Regions from separate parts of the Gasterosteus aculeatus genome. Here region 1 is linked to region 2. Evidence: chromatin contacts called from public Hi-C data. All regions are on one chromosome and are shown on one strand. Each heading gives the region's core, a stretch centred on a gene start, on an enhancer-like site or on the middle of the called end of the contact. The rest is flanking DNA. Distances are from core to core; before and after follow the strand shown. Region 1 overlaps rbms3 (RNA binding motif, single stranded interacting protein). Region 2 overlaps rbms3 (RNA binding motif, single stranded interacting protein).

Evidence for each region. Hi-C and Micro-C count contacts between places; a contact is called where the count stands out from the background.
Region 1: a contact with region 2 is called in a Hi-C map of skeletal muscle, with 1.9 times the contacts expected there. The contact joins two enhancer-like sites. A contact is called at or near these places in 3 of 6 Hi-C or Micro-C datasets (skeletal muscle and whole body).

What each region holds. Positions count from the first base shown.
Region 1 is chr10:6,474,991-6,479,410 of fGasAcu3.hap1.1, reverse strand. The region is part of intron 1 of rbms3 (RNA binding motif, single stranded interacting protein); the gene reads left to right. Among protein-coding and RNA genes, the nearest start is that of rbms3, 27 kb to the left of the region's middle. Within about 2 kb of position 2,485, at least 4 of the 9 cell types and tissues checked have open chromatin away from gene starts, as enhancers often do.
Region 2 is chr10:6,392,765-6,396,989 of fGasAcu3.hap1.1, reverse strand. The region is part of intron 4 of rbms3 (RNA binding motif, single stranded interacting protein); the gene reads left to right. Among protein-coding and RNA genes, the nearest start is that of LOC144383545, 77 kb to the right of the region's middle. Within about 2 kb of position 1,314, at least 1 of the 9 cell types and tissues checked has open chromatin away from gene starts, as enhancers often do.

The sequences.
Region 1 (4,420 bases), core at 1,236-3,735, 81 kb before region 2:
TCTCCCGGCTTTATTTGAGTTAAATGACTCAAGCCACCCTCGTAGATTTTGCCTGAATGGTTTTTCTGGCGGACTCTACTGCTGCCCAAGCCGCCACGGTGTGTGTGTGTGTGTGTGTGTGTGTGTGTGTGTGTGCGCGTGCATTAGTCAGAGTATGGAAAAACACTGAGTGGGACAGGTAGGCGGCATGAATTAGATTGCAAGGACACTGATGCAGGGAGCGAGCTGAGCCAACTGAGTCACGGACCTGGATAAATGGTAAAGGGAGGAGAGGAGAAAGCCCACAGCGTGATAAGAGTTCAATTGGAGGAGGGATTATTATTCTTCGCCAGTAATTAGTAGCGCATAAACAGCCATTGGCAGGAGAATTAAAAAGTGTCATTATGATATGTGGCCTCCGTGCAAGATGCCGGTCCTCTCCCTTTTCAGCAGTTCGTCATGTTGCCTCACGGAGCTCCCTGTGCACACACGGATTAATGCCTAAATATGATGAACCAACAGGAGGGTTTGATGCAGAATACCAGTTTCTCCCCGTGTGATCAGCATCGAAGCAAATGCCTCTCTTCTTTATGACCCTAAATTATTAAGGTCAGTCACGTTTGCAGGAGTAGGACAGTGTGAGTGTGTGTGTGTGGGAAAGGAAGTACACGCAGATGCTATGCTTTTGCATTTAAGTAGGACAGTTTTCTGTGTCTGAATTAAGATATGTACATTATTCCCGTTAAAAGTTATGAATATATGCAAATGTTAGCATTTGAGTACTTTTACAGTTGATGAATACTGATGTTTTTTAATGCTCCTGCATTTGTTTTGTCCTTGAGGCTCCTCCTGTAAAATTGTTAGAAAGCAGTGGCTTTGAAAAACTGTTACTTATTCCCTGTCTGCGTTCTTTCGCTCATTAGCTGTCTTTGAGTACCCTGTAGAAGACTTGTATCCATTATTTATCTCTAGCCCCAAAAAACAACAGCTGCATGCTTGTGTAACCGCCATATGCCATGCTTCCCCCAACATATTGGGAGGAATAATGCTGTATAGGGAACTTTCTATCAACCCTCAGAGAGCTGTAGCAAAGCCCCGTGCACGCAGGCTGCTCAGTGCTTATTATTTCAGGCAATCAACGGAAAATGCACTGAAAACTACAAAACGGTGAGGATTTAAACTACATCCTACGATAACCGCAGGGGCACTTTGCCGAATATTCCGGGGTGCTCTTCGGCACCACCGGAACCGTCAGAGGGAGGGGAGGGAATAGGGTCACATTAGGATTCAGCCGATAAAGCAATAAACCCCTGTCGGATCTGCAGTCGGCGCCATTCGCGGGGGATTGCGTGTCCTCAGCACTTTGGGTCGGCAATTAATCACTAAGCTGGCGTTACTCCGCCTTCCTCAGAACCTTGCATAAACACTGGCAATGGCGAGCCAGCGCTTCCCCACCACTTACCCGGCGTGGTCGCGCTGTTTAGAGACTCCTCGCCCCGGCTATGCAGACTTCCTGTCCGGACTTCCTATCTGCTTAGTTATAGATAGCAGTTTAACAGCCAGCCGGATGCCCCCCCCCCGACCGCTCCATCGCTGCCCACTCGAGGGTTGCGGTTTTCTTTGGTTTTCTCCTGGCTGATGGCAGCGCCAACCGGCGTGTCGCGTGTGTTGAGCAGTGTGAGTGCATGGCAGTGATTTGTGAAATGGGAAGCTGTTGAGCCCCGTCGGGGCTTTATTAACAGGACCGCCGGGTGTGTGTTTCTGCGGTGTTGCCGTAGCGACTGTTGCCAGTAGTGTTTGCTTACCTAACCCATTGTCTTACGGCGGGACGCACAACGCTACTGCAGAGTAACCACTGTGGTTTTTTGTTTTTGAAATAGATTCTACTGAGAAAATTCAGATTTTCTAAAAAGCTATTGAACCCCGACCCCTGATATTTTATACAATTCTATTCCATCTATTATTCATTGATATCATCAGATGTCAACAAGCCAAAGTTTCTTCAGCTTCACATGGAATGCCACAAATGTTTCACACACTTTCAAACCCCCCAATAAACAATGGCCCACATTACCATGTGTATACATAACAGCCTGAGAGGAAACATGAGTGCTGGATGTGTATCGTTGAGGAAGGTGGTGGTGTTGGGGGGGGTGGGGGTGTATGCGAGGAAGGGCGGGAGCCCTTGGTGAGTTCACAGAGTTCACCGGAGGGATCTGACACACAGATCACCCTCCTGCAGTCTCTCTTTCCCTCTGAATAATTTATCTCATATAATTTATCTATCTCGCTCTCACTTTCTGTCCCTCTCACACACACACACAGACATGCAATTATGTCCCCTTCCTCACACACACACACACACACACACACACACACACACACACACACACACACACACACACACACACAGGCCTAAGGGCGGGTGGGTGGTTGCGTAGGGGGGGTTTTGTCCCGGGGCTGGTGTGCAGTGAGCAAGCTGGAATCTGCGCAGAGGGAAACCTGATAGGCATTCCCTGTGCCAAACACATGAGGTCACCCTGACTGACTCTGCCAGCCTCCGTGCCTCCGCCGCCAGCTTGAGCCTCACGCAGCTCGGGGAAACGCACAGAGCATTTTATGTGCCCATGGGGATCATAAGGCCCTTTTTTAAATGATGAATGCTGCGTTTAAAATACACTTTTAAAACGTTTACGTTCATTACAGCTCCGGTCTTATTTCCACCGCTCTGGCCATCAGTAATTGTACTCGGCAACGTCCGTTAGACAAGTTCAAGATAAGTTCATTTGAAAGAGAAAGCAAATCGTAAAATGATTTACCCATGTGATCAGTCGTTAACATCCATCCAATGTGACCGACGTTAACGGTGATCGGTTGTGCAATCATCTGGCGCGTAACCTCTATAACGGTACATAGAAATCCCGGCACAAACTATGACAACTAAAAAAAAGAAGAAGGATGTTGGAATTATTTAATTTCCGGCAGGAATCAAACACTTGCATCATTGTGTTATGAGGTCACCGTGCAACAGCTTTTTGTTTTATTAACCGTTGCCATGGAAGGATATAAATTCCTGCAGTAAATTTAAAAAAAAGTATGAGTAAAAAATAGTTATATTTAGAACTTCACTAAACCAATATAAACTACTTGAGTCTGCAAACGACATATATGAAGTATCTGCCGTATAGTTCGCCTTAAAAACAATGCACTCAGCATCTCTCAAAGTGAATGGCTGTGAAATATTGGAATCTGAAAAGAGGAAAATGTGTAGCAACCGTAAGCTCCAGAGACGTGTCTTTTATCCTCAGCAGCCCTTTGAAATACCCAAACCCAAATAACACTGTCAACTCAAAGCACTGCTCCGCAAAGGACCCTAAACATGTGTTCTTTAGATCTCGGCTCCTGTTCTCTTGTCACACAAGCATGCAACACAGACACCCGCATTCAATCAGCCAACACACACACACACTAACATGAATTCTTTCTCCAACGCACAGACACACACGCACGCAGCAGTCACCCCCGGCTCCCACGCAGCTCGTGTTCTTCCCATATTATGTTCAAATGGACACGCATAATTACGCTGGCGTGGTTCGTTGTTGGCGGTCGTCAACAGCCCCCATGAATCCTCCTACAGAGGTGAGCATTGTCACAGGCCCCACAAATGTCCCGTTCCCGAGGGGTTCCCTGCTATCTCGATGGAGCGCGCCCCTTTTGACATAATAAGGTATTGTTAAAAATGTTTTGACGCAGATTGTGGGGTGACGTTCACATCATAGCGTGCAGCCAAAGTGGCTCTTATTCCAAGTCTTTACAGTGTGACCACTTCCCCTCCCACACAGGCCCGTGGTAGAAATGGGGTGAAATGAAGTGTGGAGAGAATTCTGGGCCCGGCAGGCAGCTACACCTGTAAAATGCCAGAATACAAGTGGCGCCATTTGGAGTCCCAAAGCACTGCCAATCTTTCTTTCTGTGTCGACACCTTTAAGGGGCCGCTAGTGTTCCACATTCCCTCCTCTGTTTCCTACTTGTCGCAGACCAAGGATTAGTTTGCATGTGTCGTCCTTTAACACCCCCCCCCTCCTCCCCCCCTAAGGCTGCTTCAGATATTTGGGCAACCCTGAATGACCTTTCTTCACAAACCGACAGGTTTTTAAATAAAGCTGCGGCTTGTGGCGCGCGCTGACTCTATATGCTCTTGTATATGCTAGCCGGGGCACCGTCTGACCCAAACATGCTCTTTTTCGCTATCGTGTTTCCAAACACGGCGCAGCCTGAAGGCTTCCCGTCAGGTCCAGAGGCCAGGAACCACAGAATGTGAGACAGCAAGGAAAGCCGCTGTGAGCGCATGAGAAGTATAGTCTACGATATAGATGATGCTGACCTCAAATCTGTTGTCCTCTGCCGACAAACATTTGGTAAAGGACACGTAACCCCTCAT
Region 2 (4,225 bases), core at 65-2,564:
GCCACAGCACACAAACAGCAAACAATCAGGCTGACTTTCAACTGTGACTTTCAGCAGAATGAAACCAGCCTAGCGTCCTGCTATACAACTCTCTCTCTCTTTCATATCACTCTCTCTCTCTCTCTCTCTCTTTCATATCACTCTCTCTCTCTCTCTCTCTTTCATATCACTCTCTCTCTCTCTCTCTCTTACATTCCCTTTCGACTTGGATGGAGAATTTGCTTCTGGCACAGTTTAATGAAACTTGCCCTCTCACCGATGGATTCTAACCTTTAATATTCTGGCCCCTAGTGTGTATCCAACTTTCATCACGCGATGTGTGCCTCCACCACCCTGTGGCTCCAATCCCCCACCCCCCCATGAAATGTTTGTGTGTTGCTCCTCCCAAAACCCAAGCGTGTGTTGGATGAGGGAGATTGAAGTGAGACTTATTACTTATGTACAAATCACACTCCAGTCATCGGAACGGTTCGCCGAACTCTGCCCTCGTGCATCGCCTCGCCTGGCATCATGCATATGAGTATTGCCGGCACCGGCGTGGAGACTCCGTTGGGTTATTTGGTTGCGTTAAAGCATTAGCAACTGAATGCGGGACAGGCGGACCTCGTCCTCCACCGGGCCTCCCAACCCTCAAATGGACTCTCTTCCAGCTGATTTCCCCGTGCGTGAAAGCCCCGCAGCCCCGTCTGCATTCCTTTCCAATCATCTGATTCCAATTACTCTAATTATAGCAGCCGGGAATGTCGAGCGAGAGGAGGGCGAGAGGGAGGCAGAGGAGTGGAGAGAAGGGAGGAGAGCGTGGCGTGACTTAGCCTGGGCAGCCTGGAGGTACATGCAACAACAACCGTAACCAACAACAAAAAAACACTGTCTCGACCGCAGCTGATCCTAGTGCACCGACGGTCGGGGATGGTGGACACGCACGGGCACGTAATCATGCGACACACAATTAACAAGGTCGGGCAGATGGAAGGACACGGGTCTTGTTAATCTGGTAAAAAGGACATATGACAAATCCCCGCTGCCTGTCTGCAGCCATGTTTGACACCGGCAGGCCCCCGTAGCTCTGATATCAGTCCACAGAATGTCTTTGTTCACAGGCTTGCAGGCTGCCAGTGCTGCGGGTCATCTGGATTTGTTTTCACAGGCGACTGGTGCCGGGTGTTTTTTTTTCTATTTTTTAGACCTGCTTGGGAGGGTAAACACGTTTCCCTCTCTGCAAGTCGCTCATTCCCTCGGTGCCCGTCCGCGTCTCCCCAGCGCCTTCACACCCATTGCCTCGACGTTACGCAGTGTGGTGCGCGGAATCGTTCGTTACCGTCGCCGTTCCTTAATCTCCTCGAGCAGATGCAACTCATCACCCCACGTCTTGTCCCTGCGCGGGCGTCAGCTGGATAAGTTCCTGTAACACGTATGTGTGTGTGTGTGTGTGAGTGTGTGCAGACACACTGCCGTCATGGCGGGATGAAAGTGTTCTTTGACAGCTGTGGCATCAAACGGCAGAGATGTGAACGCTCTCAAATTTAGAGCTCATTAGATGTTGTCCAGATAACGCGATGATGAGCCACGGCTGAAGGATTTATAGAGGCGGGCGAGTCTCTCCTAATTTACCTCGGTGTGTTTATCATGCGGTCCTGTGCAATGGGCCTTAACATGCCGACGGCGCTGTGTTTTTATTTCCTCTGGTATTTAACTGAAGCCACAGACTGTAGTGACAGTGGATTCGACCAAAAGACGTCCTCCTGGACGGCGATGATTAATGGTGGAATCATTATGGAAATACTAAAAACCCTCAAGGACACATGTGGCAGTTAATTATCTGGAGACATAAAGCAGGTGTGCAAATCCGAGGATCTGATTCGTTTAAAGTCACCTTGCGGTGGATCTTCCTCACACTCTCGACCCGCGACCTCTCGTCCTTTCCTCCGTTTCTCCATTCTTCATTCTGATGTCCCTGTCTGTCTGCTGCCAAGACCCACGGCATCCGTCTAAACTCGTCTGTGCTGTTTGGCTTACAAACCAGCCTTCTCAGGCTTTCTCATTAGTCCATTGTTGTTATTTTTTTTTAGCAACGCACTCATTGTGTGTTTCGTGCATGGCCTCAACTTGTAGGCAAAAGACTTCTCCTTCCTTCTCATTCGCTCTGCTCTCTCTCTACCTCCGCTCATTGTGTCCCTCTCCAGAAAAAGGACGCCCATGAGCAGATCTCTCCCAACTTTTCATATAATGGGAGTGATGAAGCCACTGAACTCGGTGGGACACCCAGGGTGGGTCGTTAGTTTGCTTCCGCTGTATCATTAGTGTCCATAACAAACACATTATCTCCCGCCGAACAAGCCCTCTCGCAGGCCATTTAGGGTGAGAATTAGACTGTAACAAGCAGCCGCCCCCTCTATATAGGTCATCCACTACTAATGACGTTCTCGCTGAAACACACACCCAGGGAATCGGGCTCGGGTTCAGAAACGGACTCCTCTCTTTTTGATGGGTCAACAGAATCACTTAGCAGCGGGAAATAACCACCGAGGATTCTTACTATTTATTCCTGTTGTTGTGTAGTGATTGCAGGTTAGGAACAATTAAGCTTTTATCACCCTCTGGGGATTTTGGGAGTGGTAGCTGCATGGTATGGTACGGTATTTCCCTTGACTGATTCCTAAGCCTGTAACAACACCTATATTTTAAATGATACGTGAGACGTGTATTTGAATTTCGGTTGGTATCCATTCAACATAAAGCAACAACATGAAAGCAGTGGTCATCGCAGAAGCACTTGGCCGAGATCCGCAGTCTACTGAGGGCACTTTTTGACATGAATTTACCATATAAAAGATGAACAATAATACCAGTAGCAGCTTTTATCACGTAACTGAATGTCACCATAAATTCATTTTTATCAAAAAAAATGAATAAAACCTGAAGCACATTAAGAGTGGGACTGCGGAGCAGTCTGACTTGAAAATACATGATGGTCAAAACAGATCTTGGAAACTTATTTACTTCTTTATCTTTCATAACTTAACTTAAAAAAAAATAATAATAATTCTCTCCTAACCATTTTGTGTCAAGGCCACCGCATAATTTATTCATTTAAGTGTAAGTATTTATGTCGCAGTCCAGAATGTAAATGTGCGATTATTAAGGAGGACCCAGAGGCAGCTGTCAGCAGACGGGAAGCTAAACGGCTCCTGTGTACAGACAAGCAGGCTGTGTAATTATGTGTACGTTTTCAACAATGTGTGCATTTTTTATTTATGCCACAATCATAAATACATTGATTTATATCCTATTGATTTATAACTATTGTCATGTTAACACCTTATTAAACCAGTATTGATGACCCCTGTGTGACCTCTGACGAATGGACTTCAAGATAACTGTATTGCGATGTTATTAAGCATATTGTGCGTCGGGAATAATGAGACGTTAATGAGCATTTATTCTTTTCTGGTCAAAACAATTTAAGCAGCTTGTTTTTTTAAATGTGTCTGAGGAAACACATTAAAACCCTTTATTTCAGAAACAATAATCAGCTTCTATAAAATGTGGATTTATTTCTTCCACTATTTATTAGAAAACCGGCGGCATCGGGAACCTGTGTTTTATGACAAAGCGAGCTAATTCTCCACATCAGAGTTTTGTAATTGAAAATCATTGCATCACTTCCACCACTGAACCTGACTGTTGTCACATAAATGTGGATTTGTTCTGAGTGGCTTTCCCCGCACAACACCTTCCATTATTACTTTTTTTATTGCTGTTGCTGTTTCCCATTGAGAAATAATTCTTTAATATATATTTCAATATTTCCCCGGCTCTTGCCTGCACCGCGCCGCCGTTCCTCGGCGAGGATGTGACAGAGCTGAGGCGCGGTGTACTTCTGCTGCAGTTAGACATATGACACTCACCGCGCACCGTGGTGTCACGTGGCAGCCTTAGCGCTCCCCGGTGAGCACTGGCACATTAAGGAATAACAAATGAGCCCATGAGCCAGGGTGGGTTATGCAGGGTGTGTTTGTGGAGCAGCGAATGCCCATTTTCTCTGCACTGGATTCATAAGTGAAAATTGCATTTGTGCCTCCATTTGGAGAGCGGGTGATGGAGCGTGGAGGGAAACAAAGAGATTGTCGCTCTCCTGGTTTGTGGTGACGCTGTAGCGCTGCCCTGAAGGACCCGCACAGCCGCGCCTGGCGCCGCCTGAAGGCACCGAACCCTCCACGATGCA